Linked DNA regions of Mus musculus: region 2 is linked to region 1. The links are chromatin contacts, called in public Hi-C maps. All regions are on one chromosome and are shown on one strand. Each heading gives the region's core, a stretch centred on a gene start, on an enhancer-like site or on the middle of the called end of the contact. The rest is flanking DNA. Distances are from core to core; before and after follow the strand shown.

What was found. Hi-C and Micro-C count contacts between places; a contact is called where the count stands out from the background.
Region 2: a Hi-C map of adipose-derived mesenchymal stem cells shows a contact between it and region 1, with 4 times the contacts expected there. The contact joins two enhancer-like sites. A contact is called at or near these places in 3 of 484 Hi-C or Micro-C datasets (adipose-derived mesenchymal stem cells, forebrain and trophoblast stem cells) and 1 of 115 datasets of contacts at active chromatin or transcription factors (embryonic basal ganglia).

What each region holds. Positions count from the first base shown.
Region 1 is chr2:116,416,101-116,419,661 of GRCm38.p6, forward strand. No RefSeq gene overlaps it. Among named protein-coding and RNA genes, the nearest start is that of 2810405F15Rik, 340 kb to the left of the region's middle. Within about 2 kb of position 1,866, at least 29 of the 459 cell types and tissues checked have an H3K27ac peak or open chromatin away from gene starts, as enhancers often do. A contact at or near this core is called in adipose-derived mesenchymal stem cells, where this site is marked.
Region 2 is chr2:116,816,765-116,820,325 of GRCm38.p6, forward strand. All of the region lies in intron 3 of Gm13990 (a long non-coding RNA gene), which reads right to left. Among named protein-coding and RNA genes, the nearest start is that of Gm13990, 60 kb to the right of the region's middle. Within about 2 kb of position 1,972, at least 7 of the 459 cell types and tissues checked have an H3K27ac peak or open chromatin away from gene starts, as enhancers often do. A contact at or near this core is called in adipose-derived mesenchymal stem cells, where this site is marked.

The DNA.
Region 1 (3,561 bases), core at 616-3,115:
ACAAGAAATAGTCTTCACAGGTATTAACAGGCAATATAATACATTAAAATTGAAACAATAATGAAGACATGTGACAACTTAGGCTGCATTAAAATTCAAAACCTCAACCCTTCAAAAACAGATAAACATGGAAAGATTAACAGAGCATGTAAAGAAAACACAGCAAGTCATATAAGGAGTAAGGTACTCATATGCAGTGTGTACAACAGAAAATAAATAAGGTTTCAACCCAATTTAAAATGTGCAGATGATAGCAATGGCTACTTCAGCAAAAACATAAACAAACAGGCAATGAACTCACAAACAGCTCTCCAGTCTTTAGAGAAAGGTAAATTTAAGCTGTGTGATATGACCTCATGCCCACAACAAGAGCTGCAATTGAAAGGAAAGGATAGCCAATCAGAGCAGTTTGTAAGTCCATAGAGCAAGGAAAACCTCAATCTTTGTTTCTAGAATGGTAGAATGGTATGGCCACTTTGAAAAATAATACAACACTTAAAAACTGTGATCCCAGATAGACAAGCAAGCAGACCCACTGCTACATATCTGACTGATGGGAGCGTAACTGCACAGAGACCTACAGAAAAGTACCACCTTGTACATTTAAATAGGTAAATCCTACCATTGCCAACTATACTTCAGTAAAGCTTTCTGTTTAAAAAATAAATGAAAAGGAGATGCATGGAAGACATAGAAGTGATCAGAATATCCTGGAGTTAATTTGGACAGATTAGATCTCACAGATAAACAGAGCTGGCATGGTTGAAGACATAGCAATAGACATGGTTTACAGTAAATCGCAGTGAAAATGAGGTATTTTCAATATAGCAAACAGTATAATATAGTGTATGTAATATAAGGCAACTTAAAGCTCCTTCATATATGTGTAACTTCAGCTCACAAAGAAAAAACACCAAGAGCAGTAGAAAAGATGGCTGAAAATTGCAAGGCCATGGATTTAAAAGTTGATGTTGCTATTATCTGTTTACCCAAGTTCTCTCCTGAACTGGGACATTATAGGTGAGCATTTTCCAGTACCAAACCCAACCTCTGCTCTCTCAACAATCCCCTAGCATGCAAGTCCTATGTCACTCTCCAGGGAGCGCCTTCTGCTCCAGGGGGAGGAAAGGAATGGTCATAACAATGAATAGTGCGGAGTATCAGGAAGAAAGGGACAAAGATCGAGGCTCTGAGAAACCCCACTGAGGTTCTCTGTCCAGCACATGCTGGCTTTCCAAACAAAACAAAACAAAACAAAACAAAACAAAACAAAACAAACCATCTTGGAAGTGGGAACTGGGGAGAGAGCTCAGTCTGTAAAATGCTTGCCATTCCAGACTTGGGGTCCCTAGGATCCCTTGGAAAAGCTAAATTGATAGTGTGCACATTTGTCATCCCAGGAGAATTCCCATGGGCTAATTCAATCCTTCCCTCCTCCCAGACACTAAGATTAGGAAGAGCCAGGCTGCGGCTATGTAAATTTCATAACCAAGACCTGGATCCAGCTCTCTTGGAGACAGTGGAAGCAGCCTGGAAATTCTCCTTTACAAAACAACCACTGGGGCGTTTTCCTCGTGAATCTAGCTCCTCTCTCTTCCGTTCTGTAGTAAGCGGGCACGCCCTTCTTTGAGCCTTTTAACTGGAATGTGATGGCAATTACATTATCTTTGGATAATCTCATGGCAGGAAATCATTGTGTTTTAGGTCTTCTCTTTGTGGGATTTATTTCTGGTGATTCCCTTTCTTTTCAATACTGAACTGTTATTTCTCAATATTAGAAAGTACTTTATGAAACATAGTCTTATGAGTCACGGTGAACCTATAAGAACATTCAGCACTCTCTCTGAGTCACCAGGAAGTTTCCGTCATAACAGCCAAAAAGTCTTCCGGTTTATCAGGACTGCATTCACTGGCGTCCCAGGAATGTGGGCAAACCTTATTAAAGGCTTACTCTCCGCTTCCCCCAACCCCAACCCCCTCATGGGAGTAGGAAGCGATGGCTGCCAATTATTCCTGTCAAGTTTTCTATGACAATTCCTTCCCCGCTATCTTACATTGCTAATTATATTACATTGAAACAACTCAGAGTTATTATTTTTTAAAGCAATCCACTTAAAGTCTAAACAGAGAACAGTGCCCGCTTTCCTCTTCATGGACTCAGCCAAGCACTTCTGCATTCAGTAACTCCACACGTGACCCAGTTCTTCCTTGCCAAGTGTTGCTTGGTTTAAGCATCCTTCCAGAGCTGTTGAGACTCCTCTTTGGGCTTCACCAGTCTGCCTCCTGACACCAACCTGTGATGATTGGCTGAGAGTCTCAGGAAAAAAATCTTTAGGGTCACAGTTTTCCTGTTCTCGATCTTCCCATAGCTCCGTACTGCTCACTGTTAGAATATTGCTAGGCTTCTATGCATACAACCAGTAAGAGTACAATCCACACCCTGTAATAGAAAAGATATCGCGAGCTCCTCACTTGGCCTTTTCATGTTTAATACTACATCTTAGAGAGGAAGGTGCTATTTTCTATTTGGACTGTGAACTGAAGCCAATGACTGCTCCTGTGCGTCCTTGCGCCGCCTTGGGCACTATGCAATGCTGTTCTGTGCTCTGCAGTCACTCTCTGTGGGCCTCAAGCCATGTTAGCAAGAGTCATCAATGTGAAAAACTTCCAAGTGATTTCAGTCCAGAGTAACTAAGTTTAGCAAAAGACTAGAACGTCAAAATCAACACTGGTGTTGTTAGAGCAGGAAAAAGTTATAGAAACCTTTCTCCTGCTGATGCTGGGCACAAAGCCTGAAATTCAAAATCTACTTTTGGATAATCTGTTTTTAATTTTTTTCCTCAGAAATAATAACCTAGCAAGAACAAAAATCTAAATTTGCCAACTGAATTTTTTTGCAAGAAAAAGAGAAACAGATCTTGGAAACATAGCTTTGTTAGCTTCGTATCTTTAATCTTTTACTAATTCTTCTAGTTTTTTTTTCTTTAAAAATTATCACAGCCCCTCTTCCTGAAAAAGAGCTCCTCTCCTCAGAAGCCTTAGACAGCTGGAAATATAAGAGAATCTGCATCCACAAATTCTTCCAAAATTTTTCTGATTTTCTGAACTCCCACAATTTTCTGATTATAAAATCCATCATTCCCTGGCTCAAGGGCCCTCTGAGTCAACACAAATTCCATAATTTCTAGAACCTTTCAAGAACTCTTATTTTAGAAAACATGACACAATTTAGTAGGTCTCTTTCAGCAATAATGAAATGTCAAGTATTTCCTTTTCTACTAGAAAAAAAAAAAGCTAGAAACAAAAATGAGTTCCAGCTTAACTAGAAATCAGGGTAAAGAAAACTTTCAATGGGAGAAAAAAATACATTTTACATAATAATAATAATAATAATATACATTTTACATACATACATACATACATACATACATACATACATACATACATATGTACGTACATACATACATTCTCACACCATCCTGCATTTGCTTTGCTTAACATGGTGAAACACAGTGTGTGGATTTTCATAAATCCATAGAATTTTCAGGAAATTCTAAGGAA
Region 2 (3,561 bases), core at 722-3,221, 400 kb after region 1:
ATACTACAGTAGGATAAGCTGTCTCCTGGAATTCTGAATGGCACATACCGGCCATGCCCTCCGAAGTTCTAAAGGAGGGTAAAGATGGAGGGTCATCAGTAGGCTGCCAACACTTTCTAATAAATGATTTTCATCTCCCAAAGATTCCTTTGGTATGGATGGCTACAAGATAATACAATTTGACTATGATTCACTTAAGCTACTTTGAATAAGACCTATGTTGCATATAATGTAAATCATACTTGGTGGTAAAATTCATCAGAAAGGTCACACCTAATCCTACCGGAATGCCATTTGTAAATAATATCTCCAGCTGGAGGACAGAGGGAGAACTAAGTATATCTCCCTGCCTGCTGCCTTGTCAAGGTAACAGAATCACCAGACAGGGGTTAATAAAAATTCAGAATGGCAACTGCCTATGTCCTGACAAACCCTGATGTCTGTGGACCTTAGTCACTTCTAAGATTTAAAATTAAAAAAAAAAAAAAAAGTCCTGCGTCTCTCCCCTCTCCTGCAATGATGTGTCTCCCCTGTGTGAATTTGAATAAGACCATATGGGACATAGCTGATAGACTGACAGACGGGCGTTTCTTCAGAATGTGCTTCAGCCAGCACCCAGCCGTATTTTGCTATCACAGGAAAGACAAAAACAGGACCGTTTTCATCAGTTTGACCGACTGGGAAAACACAAGGATTATTTGTGGTTACTTAAATATTTAACCAGCACATTACCATTTCAAATGTAAAAGATTGAAATAACTTTATAAAAGAAACCCTGTATGGTTTCTCTGATTATCCCCCAAGAAAACAAAGTCCAACAAAAAGATCCTTTTGTTGTTGATGCCATTCTTGGTCCAGCGCAAAGCACTGTCTCTTTCAACTCAGCATTGGCTGACTTTCCTCCTGAAGACAAGTTCCGATACAAAGCATCGTCCCCTGCGGCTTCCTACTCCGTCCTCTCTGTAATGATGAAATGCTAGCTACTGTTTACAGAGAATTCATCTGGAATATGAATTATGAGAAAGGAGTAGTAAGTGTGTTACAAGAAAGGAGTATTGAATTCCTCTTCTCATTTGGTAAGGAACTCCCTGATTCCGGGCACTTCCTTCTTTCACTGAAACTGGGAAGTCGGATTGTGAGAACCTCCAAGTGCTGACCCCATTCACGAAGGAAACACTGCTGTCAGTGTAGCCCGCTGGGCCCAGATCTACACACACACACACCCAGTCCCTTATCCCCTTTCTACTTTGCCGTTTTCGTTTTCCAGCTTCTACTATGAACTGTAAACTCCCAACAGCACCTCACAGTTCTCCTAAAAATAATGATGCTTTTGAATGTGATCGTTACATAAACAAATCAAAAAAGAGCAAAGTGACAGTCTTGAGTCACTTCGACTAGGTGGCAGATAATGATCCCTCATCCTCTAAATATGTAATTATTTGAAGTTTGGAGGAAATTGTACTGTATACTTTGAGGGGGTTTTTTTCCTTATGTAAAATTCTGCCTCTTAACGGTGATATTTATTAAAATTCCGCTCATATTTAGATAGAGTGAACAAATATGAAACCAGTAATCCTGCACAAGGTTTAGTCTGAACATGTGCCTGTTTGTATCTTGAAGTTAAAAAAAAAAAAAACTGGTCTAAATTTTCCTAATGAACCTAATTCTGTTATCTGGTCACTTATTACCATCTCTTGAGGAAAATTTGAACGTATAAGATAACCAGAGGATGAAGGAGGCTTGTTTTGCACTTGCCTATTTAGTGTACATGCCTGCTCCATCTGAACTTTCCAGTGGGTTTGGGAGGTCTGTCGGTCACCCAGCCAGGCTAGTTCAAAGGAAGCAAGAAGCCCTTGCATCCAAATGAAATCTATATTTGGTGATTCTTAAAATATCATTTCCCATGGCTTTGTGGGGCATACTGCTTGCTCAAATAATGCACATGCCTTTCCAGTGAGACACTTTGTTGAAATGGGAGCTAGGGTCACTCTGTGTTCAGCTTACACACTGCACACATAGGAAGAGTAATGCAGACAGAACCCTGTCGTTGAAAGCATTTTTACCAAGGGGGTTGGGGAGAGAAACCCTTTAAGCACTGGTGCTGAGCACTTTGTTGAACCAGGTGGGACAGCTACATGAATAGAACCTCTTCAGACCTAGACCCTAGGCCCAGCACACCTGGCCTGTGTTTGGAAAAGAAAGTCTCTCTTGTTTGGCTACACTGTAGTCAGCTACAAAAAGCCTAGACAGCCTTAATTTAACCATTAAGAATGGAGGCCCATATTTAAGAGTCATCAGCAATAAAGGAAAATACACTGGATCATTTCAAGTGCATGCTAATCATTTAATGTAATAAATGGAGCAACCCTAATTATCTCCCGAGGAAATGATTTCACACTAAAACAATGGGAACGAAGAGGTTACTTCAGGAGCATAACACACAGCTGAAAATCACTCATGTGAATCTGGAGCCTTCTCGTGCATTTGGCAGGGGGAGAGAGAGAGACAGAGAGAGAGAGAGAGAGAGAGAGAGAGAGAGAGAGAGAGAGAGAGAGAGAGGCAGAGGCAGAGAGACAGAGAGACAGAGACAGAGACAGAGACCTGATTCCATGGGATGTAGCAAATGAGGTTAAAGCTATTTAACACCCGCTATGCCACGCTCTTGTTTTCTAACCCCAAGCAAAGCTCCCACCAGGCTGAAGATCAGGGTCCCGTCACAGCAGCTTTGAAAGCGGCTCCCTATTAAAGAGGGGATCTGACACCAATGCAGCACAGCAGATAAATTAGTCTGCAGCCCCGTTCACCGTAGCTTCGTGGTTCCCCCAGCTTCAGTTCCCCACAGATGATCCAGTTGCCACCCACGCAAGCCGCTATAAGAGGATTTCCATCAACATCCTTAAAACCGATTTTGGATTTTTGTCTTTAGTTTTCAATGTTTCAATCGTCCATGACCCAGCCTTTTTTAAAAAAAAAAATCCAGATGTGCATTGTTTTATTTTGCTTATTACGACTGAAAATGTGTCTCACCTTTTTTGTTGTATCATAAAATTAAGTTCTTTAAAACATTTAATGGAAGATTTACAGAAGAATAAAATGTCCGTGCTTTTGTTGGTTCAAGATCTTGCAAACCCTTTCACCACAAAGTTTAGAATTATTTCCCAAATGCCATATTTCTGTTGCTTCACTACTCTGCTGATTGCCATGAAAGCACACCACGAAGTCAACACTCTCTTTTTAAGCATATAAAAAGCATATTAAATAGCTTAGCTACAAGGGTGGGCATACATTCCTTCAACCCAGGTAACAAAAATCATTTTAGCATCCTTCAGATCACTCCTTTCAATAGATCCAACCCTAAATAACAACAAAAGAAGGGGGAAAGATAATATGGACTTGATTTTTGAATAGTTCTTCCCTCAATTTCCTGTTCTTAGTTTTGGGGGATAAAGGGAATGTTAGAGGCTTCTTCTTTTTCAGAAATAACAAAGATTCAGGAAATTCTATCTGTAAGTACTGTGTGTAGCCTAAGACTTCCCTAATGCATACTGATCACTGTGCATA